Linked DNA regions of Zea mays: region 2 is linked to region 1. A link is a contact called in public Hi-C data. All regions are on one chromosome and are shown on one strand. Each heading gives the region's core, a stretch centred on a gene start, on an enhancer-like site or on the middle of the called end of the contact. The rest is flanking DNA. Distances are from core to core; before and after follow the strand shown.

What was found. Hi-C and Micro-C count contacts between places; a contact is called where the count stands out from the background.
Region 2: a Hi-C map of tassel shows a contact between it and region 1, with 2.4 times the contacts expected there. The contact joins the promoter of LOC100382686 here to the promoter of LOC100282859 in region 1. A contact is called at or near these places in 3 of 25 Hi-C or Micro-C datasets (ear, leaf and tassel).

The regions. Positions count from the first base shown.
Region 1 is chr3:147,826,357-147,833,976 of Zm-B73-REFERENCE-NAM-5.0, forward strand. It overlaps LOC100282859, which reads right to left and starts at 4,407. Exons shown (of 7, transcript NM_001155765.2): 1 at 4,129-4,407; 2 at 3,199-3,346; 3 at 3,048-3,101; 4 at 2,714-2,805; 5 at 2,097-2,323; 6 at 1,378-1,554; 7 at 971-1,292. The coding sequence starts at 4,313. The coding sequence ends at 1,147.
Region 2 is chr3:148,312,278-148,319,897 of Zm-B73-REFERENCE-NAM-5.0, forward strand. It overlaps LOC100382686 (putative thioredoxin superfamily protein), which reads right to left and starts at 3,615. Exons shown (of 4, transcript NM_001175410.1): 1 at 3,381-3,615; 2 at 2,581-2,669; 3 at 1,278-1,455; 4 at 908-1,181. The coding sequence starts at 3,551. The coding sequence ends at 1,116. LOC100273880 reads left to right here and starts at 3,871. Exons shown (of 7, transcript NM_001148274.1): 1 at 3,871-4,039. The coding sequence starts at 3,986.

The sequences.
Region 1 (7,620 bases), core at 3,157-5,656:
ACTCAAACATATATAATATTTGTCTGGTCGACTAATACCTGTGTATCTAGATGTGAAGCCCTTGGAGGATTGAAATATAAACTTTGCTTTCTTCTATATTTCCTGGTAAAATAAAGTGAATTATATGACATAGGTCACCTATCTCTCTATATTATTATTACTATAACAGGAGGCGCGCTTTGTGCGCCCTCCTCTTCAGGAACCTCTTGCGACATACGCGCAACAGTGTTATGTTTGTCTATTCTCACAAACACAAGAAAGGAACACAACTGATATCATACATATTTGCATATACCAAAGTAGGACAACAACATATGTTCCATACAAGGTTCAACAATTCTGACCATCCATATGTTACACCACTCGGTCATGTTTCACGTCTACCAGCCATCATAGCTCGTGTACACTAACATGACTCACCATGGTAGACTCGAAACATAAACATCCTATGCTAGCCAAACCATCTACACATGGCGCTAGAAAAAACATTTTAATCAAAAGATTGCGGAAGGGCTTCTAACTAAGTTGGTTAATTGTTTTGAATGGCTTAAGATAATCCATGTGTGATGTCTTACCCCCAAGTCGTCAAGGTTTTTTTTAATCAAAAGACTAAACTTAAAACAAAACTAAAGCAACAACATCCTAAGGCTCCTTTTAGTTTGGTAGGTATGGGAGGGGATTAAAAGATGTCAACGATGATTAGATGTCCTACAAGTCAAAATTCTCCTCGCCTGAGTCACCTCCTTACCTTTATACAATAGAAAGAAGGTGGTGGAAGGAAGGGGAGGAAGAACAAAGGGCTGAGGTGGCCACGGGCACTGCGATGGACAGATGCAGGGGAGGGCAGAGCAGCAAGGTCACTGAGGAGGGGGAAGGCAGAGCATGCGGCGTATCAAGCACGTGCACATCGTTGTTCACTGTCCGGGAGCCAGCAAAATTGATCTTTAGGTACACAGAACAATAGCACTTTGCAGGAAAATTTTAATTTCGTCCAAGTGTCTTATTTCACGGTTACAACTATTATCAGGATTTTGATAGCTAATCTAATCTAATTCCAGCACCAGCCCCCAACCCTAAACCTCATATGTATATATAAAAACTGAATAAGAGAAGAGGGAGCCCCCCCAACTCTTGCATCTCTGGAGATCACGCCTCATTAACCAATCTTCTTTCTTGAACCAGTGTGTTTCCATTTAGCTCCTGATCTCTTGTGCATCCGATGAAGGTACCAACCTTCTCACCGACAATAGCCTTTGCAATGTTTCCAGGCTCTTGCAAGTTAAACACGACAACTGCATAATGACATGACAAGTTGAAATCTATAAAAATGAAATGAAAAAAAAAATCAATACAAAGTCAAACAGATAGCGTCCATACTGGGAATGTTGTTTTCTTGGCATAGTGTAATAGCAGTCATATCCATTACTGAGAGATCTCTTGTCGTAACTTCATGATAGCTCACAGTCTCCAGAAGGCGGGCATTTGGATTCTGCCTGGGGTCCGCATCATACACACCATCAACATTTGTTGCTTTCAGCACTACCTCTGCATTGACTGCTCACATAATAATAGCGCATAAAAAAGGTCAATGGCACAATAAACTAAGCAAAAAGAAAAACCAACGAAACAGGGTTGTTCATCCGAGGACTAGTCTAGGAAAGCTAAGTTCAAGCCCACACGATGATAGCATGATTCCATAGGCACACAGCACCTTGTGACTAAATGACTGCTTGTGTAAATATGTAGTAAACAGAGTCAGTGAAAACACATCCCAACACAAATTTTGTGCAAGTTGCAGAACTGTGGCAGGAAATCAACTATTCAATCCACAGCTTATATATTTCACTTAATCTGCACCAAAATGTTCTCAATATATCATCATACAACTAAAAGAACAAGGTAACAAGTACATAGATAGCATAAAGTGTTGCCAAGAGAGAGTCCTAGTTAGTCAAATGACCAGCAAACTATAGTACAATAACTACTGCTTAAGCAACTATTTTTAAAAGTGAATGAATAGACATTCCTGCAAGCATGTTTATCAAGATCTTTTTAATCACAATAGTTCATCAGTGAAGAGTAGAAGATGGACTCACTTTCGGCACAACGGAGAGCAGCAGCTGTATCAGTCGTGAAGAATGGGTTCCCTGTTCCAGCAGCAAATATGACAACTCTTCCTTTCTCTAAATGTCTGACAGCTCTTCGGCGTATGTATGGTTCTGCAACTTCTGACATACGGAAGGCAGTCTGGACACGGGTCGGTATTCCGATGCTCTCCATCGTCGCTTGAAGAAATATAGCATTCATCACAGTGGCCAGCATGCTGAATTAGGAAAGCATAATAAGATGTACTGTTGTTTTAATAGTACCAAAACTATACAACTGGTTATCACAAGAATGCCTTCCAGAATGAACAGTAGAGTCACAAAATGTTACAGGAAGATAATAACTAATAAACTACAAGTGGCTTGGAGCTTTGATGAAATGGCAGGTTCCTTAAAACTATTTGCCCTTTCCACTCAGTGAACTATTTTGATGGAATACTCCAGAAAATTTACAAGCAGCTTGAACATTAGGCATGAATAAATGTGTTGATATTAGGCTCACTTTTTGTTTCATTATTTGGCTTAGCTATATCATACTTTATTGCATTCAACTCCTTTTTAAATCTACTTAACAGCTGAGCATAGAATAAGGGCATTGAACATCTTACCCGATGTAATCCGCAGATGAGCGGTCAAGCCCACTACATCCAGCCCAAGAGGCCCCACGGAAGATATTGCCACCGCCAACAACAATAGCAACCTGCAAGGGCTCTCACATTTTTTAATGCACATCATGCGATTGCTTTAGAGAAAACAAAAGGTAAATCACACACACACAAATACACATCCAAAAGCACTTGATAGGAATGCAACAGAATTGAGCCATTGAGATAATGCCTACTATTAAAAAGATGTACTAGCACTCTTTACTTCATCAATTCTAAACCTTGAACCAAGTAATACAAGATGTAATCAATAATGAAATAAAAGACAGGAGGGCACCTCTACACCTAGTTTGGTGACAGAAGCAACTTCTCTTGCAATAGCCATTGTAATCTGCAATAGAGCACATGTTCACATCAATTTCCATGACCCACTCATATAAATCGTCTGCTGTCAGTGTTTAAAGATGCTCCACCAAAAGAAGATTAACCTTTGGGTCGATGTTTTCTGTGTGATTCCCGGCAAGAGCTTCCCCACTTACTTTGAGCAATACCCTTTTCCATCTATATAGCCTTCTGGAACTAGAAGAATCTTCATCGAATGTAAAGCTGAACGGCAGCATCAGTGACGTTTGATTTCTGAAAAACGAAACAAGCATGAGTTTGAATGACAAAATCTAATCCAGAATTACATCGAGGCTTCAACATGGAAAGGAAGTAAGTAGTACAAAAGTGGCTCCATAAACGAAGAAACTCGTGATAGGAAAGTTGCTGATTACACAGAAATGATCCAGCCACAATGTTGCACTTGAGTACCTCTAACATGCATATGTATAACGTTTTATTGCTGTTCATTTCACACAATGATGGTTATAGTCTTATAATAAAGGGACAATTTCCTATATATCACTGTAATTTTGCTTAGTACCTTATTTGCCACTATATATACTCTAATTACTTATATGCCACTCGGATGCAATTTCTTATTTTTTTTTATACCATCGTCAATGATATAGAAGAGATTATAACATACAATTTTCTTACCCTTCTATGCCACGTCACTGGCAGTGACATGCATCCGAGTGATATAGAAGTGATTAATACATTTATGATGTCAAATCAGATATTGGACATACGAAGAATTTTCTCTATGATAAAAGGTAGATGCCCTTGTTATGCTAGCCTCCTCTTCAACTTTTCAATTAGCAGTCAATGATCTATAGCGCCTGAGGGAAACAGACATCTTGGGAACTAGTACAATCAACTACAACGCACCTCGTATAACAGCCCAACAAAATCACCATACCACACACGCGTCACCCACGGCACAATATATAATACGTCTGCTATCACATCGAGCACGTGAAGGTGTCGCGCCAAAAAAACGGCGCGGGTTTCCCGCGGAATGTAAAGCTGCGTACCCTGAGTTGGAGGAGGAGCTGGAGCCCATGGCGGCGCAGGCGCGGCGCTTGGCGGAGAGACAGAGCGGAGCGGCGACGGGATGGGCTCTCCGTCCGAGAGGAGGGAGCATAGGAGACGGAGACCGTGGCGAGGGGAGGCGCGGGAGAAAGGTAGCAGGCCCCGCGGCGGCGGCAGAGGCGGCCATAGTTGCCTGTGGCCGGCTGGCCGCTGGAGCGAGTGCGGCAAGCAGCCGTCGATCTCCGGGATGGGAGGACAAGCAAGGACTGAGAGGATGATCAGGAAGGAGGGGAGATATTTTTTCTCCATTTTAAAGGATAAGGACTCGGGTTAAATGGGCCCGAAATGTGAGTTGCAGCTGGGCAGCACTATTTCGAGCAGCTTTCACCTCTTATCTTTGTATCTCTTATTTTAAACTCTACTCTATAAATAGTGTTATTTATAATGTAAAAATATGTTTTGTACGGTTATATATCTGATCTTTTGAACACAGTTGTTGTTCGGAGACCAAACACAAACTTGATCATATAGCAAAGCTTTAACCTTTCTTTCATGTTGGCTAATTACATAGATCTATAGCCAAAGGGACCTTCGACCCAGCGGTCGTTCATAGCAAGAAACAACAACAACAAAGGCCTCGTGACGGTTGTCAGCAACCAAGGCCTTCGTCGCTACGTCACCTTAGGGCCTTCAACTCCACTCATTCGTCCAAGTGCAGCGAAGGATTCCGCATTGTGAATACTCCAAAGGTGGCAGAAGCTACACGTCGGCCCGTTGTGTTAACCAGATGGCACATCGATGGGCCCACCTATCAGCGTAGTTGGCGGTTATATTTGGTGTGCACCGACCGCAGCGCATGCGGTGCTGTAATTAACCAATTACATGGAATATTTCTTGGATATAGTTGGTAGCCGAGGGTAGGACCCAACTTTGGACCACCTACCCCTGTACGTGCCTATAAATATCCTGTTCTGTAGCGGGATAGGACACGCATAACAAGAAGCTACAATTTCCTGTCATTTGTCTTGTCGTGCACATGAGCTCTATCCCACCATCTTTGAGTGTTTGGGTCCACCTGACAGAGTGTTGTGTGTGTCAGTGCCCAACATTTGACGCCCATCGTTCATGTGACGAAGACTATTCCCACAATGCCTCCCAAAAAGACCACTCGGTCTAGCTCACCATTGAACGAGCCAGAGCAGCCCTCACCGTCAAGAAGGGCAAGCTTACCCTCGCTACTGACCAACCCCTACCACAAAACCCGAAGGCCACCAACGATTCACATGCCGAGGGCCATGCCATAAAACAAAAACAAATAACCACCTCCACCGAACAAGAAGGCGAGGTCCACACCACTAGTTCAGAAAACTGTGGAGACCCCCTCCCAAACCCAAAAAGTCTACCCTACAAAGCTAAAGTTTGGCCGAATCTGACAAGGAACTTTCCTTCGCTCCCCAGGTTTTAACACCGCAGTAGGCCACCAGCACCAACCATTTGGAATGCCTCCGAAAGACAATGATAAAGACCTCCAGGATGGCATGGACCTCGGTATCCACACCGAGAAACAACTATTACTCAAGAGCCTTCGCATATGCAAGGTTGAGGCACACCGTAAGCCAAGGGACCCTTCACACCCACAAGGTTGAGGCACAGCGTAAACCAAGGGACCCTTCATACCCAGGAAGCTCCAAAACATGGTCGCGAACGTCCTTTATCGCAAACCCAAATCCACAATATTCAACAGCTCGAACACACCCATCACAATTATGACCAAAATTACTAGTCATCAAGAGGTGATAGACCACCCAGGAGCAGGGGACTTGGATGTGGTCCACCTCGCAAGTACAAGCCCTACTGCATTTTTCTTGACTAGTCACTCAACCAGAGACTGACGCGCATGGAAAAAGGGATCTCCCAGAGCAGCCAGCGAAGGCCATAGCCCACATATTCCAACCACAATTCCAACACTCTCAGCAAGAAGCATACAACCATTACCAACAGTACCAACCAAATTACCAACCACTGCCATCACACCTAGAAAGGCTACAACTACCACCCCCCTCCGCATCCAAACCACCAAAGACAGTTACCCCCTCCCCACCAAAGGAAGAAGAGTGCTACCCTCAGCTACTGGTCCATGACATAATAAATGTAATTAACGGAAGCTCCAATATAGACTTCGACACGAAAAGACAAAGAAGAGAGTACTATCGAAGTGTCAACCATGTCGCTGCCAACGGGGCAGTCGTCTAGACCAAGTGGTTGCATATCCCCCTTTTTGAAACGAGCGATGCCAGCCTCCTCAATGCCCCACACACCGATGCCATTGTCATCAGCTGCAACATGACAGGATGGGAAATTTGCAAGGCCCTCGTCGATAACGGCAGTCAGACCGACATCACATTCCTCCACGCCTTCGAGAGGATGGGCATAAATCCAAATCAGCTACAACCTACAAATTATCCCATGTTTGGATTCGGAGGCAAGACCAATTCACCCCTCGAGAAAATTATTCTACCACTGTCCTTCAGTACTGTCCCAAATGCACAGACCGGGCAGATCACCTTCGGTGTCATTGACGTGTGGTGTATCCATACAATGCAATCTTAGGCAGGGGGCCATCAACGCCTTCGAAACAACAATTCATGAATTATACTTGTGCATGAAGATCCTAGGTCTCGGTGGAGTCATAACAGTCCTCAGAGATCAGGAGAAAGCCTGCAACATAGAAAGGGACTTCGTCCCCGATCAGCGAAATGTTCATTGTTTGGGCGCTAGTACGCTGACCCATACTCAAGAACCGCCAGCCAAGACTGACAAACACCATAACCCCATCCGAAGTGACAAAGGGCCAAGAAATTACCCCTCGATATCGTGATCCCCAACCACACTATGTTAATTGGTGAAGGCCTAGCCCTGTAGAAGGAGGCTAGCTTGCTCGACTGCCTAAGCAGAAATAATGATGTCGTCACCTGGTTGTCATCTGACCTAGTCGGAGTAAGTTGGAGCATTATTGAGCACATAGTGCATATCAACCCCTCCGCCCAGCCTAAGAAACAACGACTCCGCAAAATGTTAGATGAGAAGATGAAGGCAACCAAGGCCGATGTTCAGCGGCTCTTAGATGCAAAATTCATTGAACCAATCGACTACCCCACTTGACTTGCAAATGTTGTCATGGTCAAAAATAAAAAATGGCAAATGGAGCATGTGCATCGACTTCACAAGCTCAAACAAAGCCTGCCCTAAAGACGGGTTCTCGCTTCCCCCCATCGACAAAATTGTCGGTTCTACAGTAGGTTGCCAGGTCATGTCCCTCCTTAACTATTTTCTGGTTACCACAAAATATTTCTCAGCGAATAGGACAAGGCGAACGCCAGTTTCATCACCCCCTTCGACACTTATTGTTTCGTGAGAATGCCCGAAGGCCTCAAGAATGCTGGGTCCACTTTCTCTAGGCTTACTCAGTCCATACTTAAAGACCAGGTCGACCA
Region 2 (7,620 bases), core at 2,365-4,864, 490 kb after region 1:
TACACATTGTTGAGGTAAAGGTCCTTGCATAGCTTGACGGTGAGACAGGGCCCCACATCTAAATACCCTAAAGACTATCGCGAAACAGTAACTTAATGGATAAGTTTTGGGTGCAATACATTTAATGCATGATGGGTGCAATACGGGACACAAGAGACAACTAAGAGATTCTATTATACAATGGAGTGTCTATCTATTAATAAATGCAGAAGTGAATACGCCTGTAGAGAATCAGATCGATATAACAGACGACATATTCGTACAAAAGAAGTGAAGGCGTTTGTTACTACTTGGGTTACAAGCCAGAGATATCCCTTCACGGAGAGACAGCTCTATAATATTTTGTTGCAAATACCACATTTAGACATATCAAGAGTCTTTGTATTAAACACCACTATACATGTCCTAGACACCACTCTACATGCCCTAACACATGCAACATAGGCCGCAGGACACTTGAGGCCGCACAAACGGTACACATGTTGGTCCTCTAAACGCACAAACACACGCATGTTCTACCTAAAAATACAATAAACTATAAGAAACACTACCACAACCAACGACCCGAGGACAACAAGCCTAGATCTCAGAATAACTATTATGGTCACACTTTCACCCTGACACACGCATAGGTGCCAGGTGTACCTAAAGTAGCTGTGCAAACTTAGTTTATTACTTCCTCCATTCTTTTTTATTTGTTACTTGTCGTAGTTTAATTCAAAAATAAACGGGCGATAAAATATTAGAGAACGGTGGTGGTATATAATATCATCCTGATAGACGTTCATGCATATCGGAGGATTAAAATAATCCTTATTACCAACACTAGGCAATGCGAGGGCTCTTGCTCCCGATAAAAGACACAAGGAACCATTAATACGCCAATGGCAGACCAACATCTACATGTCTCATCGGAAGAGAACATCTAACTCCCCATAAGAATCTAGAAGATCCAACAAATCCTTACAAATGTTAGGCCCTTGATGTTGTGATCTTGTAGACAATAATCAAGATTTTTCAATATGTAGAGGCACACGTTATGAGGTACCACCAAGTTTCTTTTTTTTTTTTGGGGGGGGGGGGGGGGGATTCTGCCCTGCTCATCACCATATGTGCTACTTTGTGACTGCCAAAGCATTTTCAATCTGTTCGATCATCTGGTCAACAGGTAATGCTCCCTCCTGAATGCCAGGTAGCAAAGGAGACAAAAAACATAAGATATTAGCACAAGTTAAATTATTGATGGAAATTGAAAACATTGTTTTTTCAACACTTACAAAGCGATAACAAGGTTTCCCATCCTTGAATATGATAAAAGTTGGCAATGCTTCAATTCTGTAACGACTTGCAATGCTAGTGTACTTCTCAGTATCAATTTTCACAACTTGAATTTTGTCGCCTAACTTCTCACTCACTTCTTGAAGTATGGGAACCATGTATTGGCATGGACCACACCTAACAAGAAGAACAAAAACAAATGCAAATATATGTTACTGAAGTATGTAGAGGCAATGCTCATGCACAGACTGCTCATAACTAATTTGAATGATGAACTGTCTTCTTAATAAGAATGGTGCAATGGAGCTAACAAACCAATGATGCACCTGTCAGCTATGAGTTGGGACAATGTTTGTCGTTTGATGAGTACAATGTGAAACAACATTTCTGGATATGATAGAACTCAGATGGAAACAATGCACATCATCATGAACAGAACATGACCCAATTAATCATATAGTGTCGTTTTTTCTGTTAGATATCAGTAGTAATGTATGTCATCATGAACAGTGCCATAACAAATGACTGTAGAAAGCAGAGGCTTTAAAATCAGTAAGGTGCATTTGAGGTATTGCAAATATCAATTGTGAAGGAAATACAATTGAACAGGTTAGTCCACATGGTGAACACTGAACACTAAAGACAAAAGTGGAAAAACAGACCAAACTTCTAGAGGTCTTCCCCACTCGAGCAAAAAGAGTGCAAAAACTATTCAACTTTCACCAAAGTTCGGTATCTTTTCTAAAAAGTAAAAGGGTAGGAGGTGGTGGATATTAAAAAAAAACTCGGACGGGAAGGGAAAGACAGTCTTCCCGGTATTATATTAAAAAGAGACTGAAACATGGTCCAAGACGAAAAAATCCCCAAACCCTGGCCCCCCTTCACTAGCGGGCCGTCACCCCCCACTCTGCAACGGCCCAGACGAAGGGTGGACGTAACCCGGGATGGCGGGACACAGCGAGGGGATTTTTTTAACCAAGCCCGAAATTCGCCCACAAGGGGATCGAACCCGGGACCTGGAGGTCTTACTCGGAAGGCTTAACCATTACGCTAGAGGCCTTTTCGTAGTGGTGGATATTATGCATGCATTTACACAGATGATGAACATAATGCCAGTCAAAGTGCAATTTTCACCTCCCAAATGTTTGGTAGCACATTGGCATAATGGAAAGAACATGAAACACACCAAAGACCTAAAAACACAACAATAATGGAGAGAACTTATATCTAGTAGAGAGTACTGAACTAGCTCAGCATGACACCTGTCATCGCCACTTTCATTACTTCCAGTAAGTAACTTACCAAGTTGCATAGAAGTCAACTAACAATGGCTTCTCAGACTTCTCCAGCAACTCATCAAATGAAGAAAAAGTTTGCTTCTTAGCTTCCACCTATCCATCCAAAAATTAAATACAGATAAAATGTCGAAAAAATAGTAGAAATCCACAAGTTTTTAAAGTGTAAGGACGATATATACAGCCCTAATGGAAAAGGATACATGTAAGAAAACAGTTATAGGACTATAAGCGCACACAAAAAAGCTGTGTATAGTAACAGTTGTCACTTGCTCACTTCTAGAGCTACTCAATGGATGAAAAACAAAACTACATTTTCAGAAAACTGGAAAGTAACATGATAAGTATTAAAATGAAAACATCTTCAAAGCTATTACATGCCATAATTTTTTTCACCTACATAAGGTTGACAACCTAAAAAGATAAGGGGCCATTTTTCAAAAAAGTTGGATGCATCCAAGATACACCAAGTTCATACTAGTTTATTGTCTTTGAGCCCAGATGTCCTGGACTAGGAACAGAAATTTTGATACAGCAGCAGAACTAAAATTGGATGGCTCATAGTAGCTGCAAACTCCGGCAAGTGCAACGACGAGTACAGGACATAGTTCAAGCATCTGGACAGCAGCCAGTGGACCTAAATTGTCAATATCTGCCATTAATTCGGAGATGAGTTCCTATGACACATTCTACTGTAGTTTATAAAGAAACAATTCCACGATATTCTCACATACTCCATTCTAATTTCAATTAGCTGCCACTTGAAAGGCAACGCGAATCAGAGAGTACAGGTCAGCAAGGATTCACCCGTAGCGTGGCGCTCCGCCGAGAACGCGCTCCTCCCCTGAGGCCCAGGGCCGGCGGCGAGCAGCGCAGCGGCATCCATCGGGCCGGCGCCCGGCGCGCGGCCGGCTGGCACGAAGTCGGCGATGCCAGCGTCGCGCGCGCTGTGGTGCTGCCCGTAGCGAAGGCCGCCATGGGGTGATAGGAGTCGTCGAGGCGCTCGCCCTAGGTTTCTCGACGCCGGAGTGGCTCCCCTTGCCGGCTGGCTTCCTTATCTGCTTCGCCTCTCGCTCCCCTTTTCCCGATGCAGCGGAGAAAGAAGGGTGGAGAGAGCGACGACTTAAAGTCACTGCGTGATGGGCCCGACGCGCCACGTGGGCCGAGGATGCTCTGTGCACCGAGTCCACGAGCGCGGCCGCGGAAAGCAGGTGGGACCCTGGTGGCAGTGTCACCGAGACGAAACAAGGAAGGAACCAGTGGAAGTGGGATCTGGATCTCTCCTCTCTCGTCTGCACCGCGAGTCCGCGACTCCGCACCAAGCAAATCCCCTGCCCCCAAAATATTGCTAGGGATTCGAGGGGAGGAAAATCCAGGCGCCCAGGCCTGGCAATCCGTTCGTCGGAGAGGCCATGAGCTCGGCGCAGGATCCGTTCTACATCGTCCGGGAGGAGATCCAGGAGTCGGTAATGCGTACTTCCCTCTCGCTCTCTTTATTACTCTCTTATTCGTGTTGTGATTGCCAACCTTTCCTACCATCATCGAGCCGTCGTTCTGCACCGGTAGAGATTGGAAACTCGAGCGTTGTTGTCTAATCTCACCGTGTTCGCAAATTGTACCAAACTAGTAAATTGCGCGCGTCCTGCGCGTAGAAATCATTTAGATTTAGCAATAAAAAAGCTATCGAAATAAGCCTGGTTGTGAAGCAAAAGAAACTTAGAACTCTATAGGCCGAACTGTAAGGTTAAAATAAAAGTTATGTTCAGTGAAACATTCAAAAGTCTTGTGTAGTTGGGATTTGGTCTCCAAATCAGTTTTTCCATATTCAACTGGGCCATCAAAAAATAGTACTGACAACTGCTTTAACCCCAGTTAAGCCCTTCTATTGCCTCAAGATACCGCACCCAAATTTAATTGTGCAGAGACATACGCTTCTAAATTAGAAGGTCCTAATGAAAATGGACCGAATGAAAATGGAAAGAGAACCCTGTTAATATATTATCTAGGTCTATGCGATAAGCACTCTGTTTCAAAAAAAGATCCTAGGTGGTGCCTAGACAATAGGCAAGCAGCACTGTCTTTCCCACCACATAGCCGTTTTTTCAAGAGCATAACTTTATTAACAGATGTAGAGATTGCACTGTGATTCCCATTATCGACATGATTAGTAGAATTCTTATTTCCACATCCATTACTAACAGCTTCAGAATCAACAGAAGGGCAAACCACTAAAGCAAAAGGCTTTGGTTTCAGCCCATTCTTTTTTATGTAATAGAGCTGCTAGCAAGATTAGGGACTCCAGAATTTGAGAGCGTCGGAAATGAATCAGCATGACCTTCATACCCAGTGTCATCTGCACTGCTGCTTGCGATCAAATGCAGCCCACCCAGAGTTTGGCATCTTCTGTCTATGCATTTTGACAGCCATTAGAGTGTGTGGGTTATCATATTTTTGTTGTTTTAACCTGTGTGCTGTTTAAGCAGAGGCTGGAAGACGTTTCAAGGGCTTATATCACCTCGATGTAATGTACTTGGAACTATGAATAAAATCTTCATTTATTAAAAAAATGCATTTTGACAACTGGGCCACCTTCTTGATCAGTCTAGTTTTAGCGTAAACTGAAAAAACAATGTCAATTATGTGATTGCTGTCCCAAAGATGCTTGGGCTCTTCGCTCTATTTCCCACCACCAGGCACCAGTTGAGAAATCCACTGTTTTCCTATAACATGAGGGCAAAAAGATTAGATCAATTCACCCAATACATTCTGAAAATGACTAATTACTGACACTGTTTGTTTTCAGAAGCATGATCCACTTCTTCTATCCAATATATCTAAATCCAACATTATTCTGAATATTGGTGACAAAGAACGCTGCAAATTGGTAAAAGAAGGATATGGCTCACAGGGGGAGCGGGGAGGGGAATGTGAGGGGGAATAGCAGCAACGCGCGGTCGAGGTCGCTGCTCTGCGCGCCAGGGATACTGCCGCCATCGCTGTGGTCTGTCGCGGCCGGCAACAACTCCTTCGGGTCGCTGAGCAGTGCGACACAGAGCCACCTGAATCCTGCATAGTTTCGAGACCCTGCATAGTCGCCCGGCACCCCGCGGCTTGAATCCTCCATATCATGCATAGCTTGACCACCTCAATCCTGCATAGCCACGCAATGCTCTGCAGCTTCTGCCCCGGCCAGTAGCCGCCCAGCACGGAGCGCTCCCACCGGTAGACGCCCAGCTGCTCGTGTCCCAGCTGGCTAGGCAGCCATCCGGCACGGCGCAGTTGCGCACATCCAAGCCCCTATCATCGAGCGTGGAGGCCCCTGTCGTATCGTGCCTAGGCCCCAGCCAGCAGCCACCCACGCTTCACCCGTCACATCGCCGCTATCTTGCCCACACAGCCGGGCGCTCGCGTTGCTCTATCACTTGGTGAATCGAAATGGCGCCTTTTTCATTGCGGTGCAGAGGATATGCCGCCCTGTTCTAGAATAATCAAGTAAGCGATAATATCAAACCGCTCATACGGCGACGGCAGATGCAGAACGAAAGAAATGAAACATTTTCACCGTCGGAATTAGATCGGGCGGCCAGAGGAGGAGACGATGTGAACATTGCGAGGTCGAGGTGCGACCTTTGCTCCCTCGTTTAATATATAGAAAGAATCGGGACATAGAGATGCTGGAGTGGCCAATATGCAACTACCAGCTAGGGATATTCATGCTCTTGAAAAGTCTACATTTTTTAGTATGAACTCAGTTTTTTGTGTATAAACATAGGTCAATGGGGACAAGGACGCTAGTACTTGATACACCTGTATCACTAAACTCTTACATTAGAGGCTTAGGCCTTTACTTGATCTGGTAACTGAGAGCACCTAGAGGGGGGGTGAATAGGTGATCCTGTAAAACTTAAACTTATAGCCACAAAAACTTGTTAAGTGTTAGCACAATTATTGCCAAGTGGCTAGAGAAGAGTCTCAACAAAACACAATACCACAAGAGATCAAACACAGAGAGGACACAGTGGTTTATCCCGTGGTTCGGCCAAGACCAACGCTTGCCTACTCCACGTTGTGGCGTCCCAACGGACGAGGGTTGCAATCAACCCCTCTCAAGCGGTCCAAAGACCAACTTGAATACCACGGTGTTTTGTTTTGCCTTTCAATATCCCGTTTGCGAGGAATCTCCACAACTTGGAGTCTCTCGCCCTTACACTTGAGATTCACAAAGAAATACGGAGTAAGGGAGGGAATGAGCAACGCACACAAGACTTCAAAAGATCAGAGCAACACGCACACAAGCAGCAACAAGAGCTCGCAACACAACTCAAAGAGTTCACAACTCCACAAGAGCTCTATATGCTATCACAATGAAACGAATGCGCGAGATCGATGTCTTGGTGCTTAGGAATGTTGTAGGAATGCTTGGTGTGCTCCTCCATGCGCCTAGGGGTCCCTTTTATAGCCCCAAGGCAGCTAGGAGCCGTTGAGAACAAATCTGGAAGGCCATCCTTGCCTTCTGTCGTCTGGCACACCAGACAGTCCGGTGCACACCGGACACTGTCCGGTGCCCGATTTATTTCCATAAACAGCGCAGTCGACCGTTGCAGACCGTTGCAGATCTGGGAGCCGTTGGCGCACCGGACATGTCCGGTGCACACCGGACAGTCCGGTGCCCCCTTCCGACCGTTGGCTCGGCCACGTGTCTCGCGCAGATCGCGCGGCCGACCGTTGGCCTAGCCGACCGTTGGCTCACCGGACAGTCCGGTGCACACCGGACAGTCCGGTGAATTATAGCCGTACGCCGTCGGCAAATTCCCGAGAGCGGCGTCTTCAGGTCGAGGCAGCCTGGCGCACCGGACACTGTCCTGTGCACCACCGGACAGTCCGGTGCCCCAGACCGAAACAGCCTGTTGGCTGTACACAGCCAACATTCTCCTTTTCTTCTTCTCTCTGTTTCTAACACTTAGACAAAGTATATTAGTACACAAAACCAATGTACTAAGGCTTAGAAACATACCTTTACTTGTGATTTGCACTTTGTCCATCCATG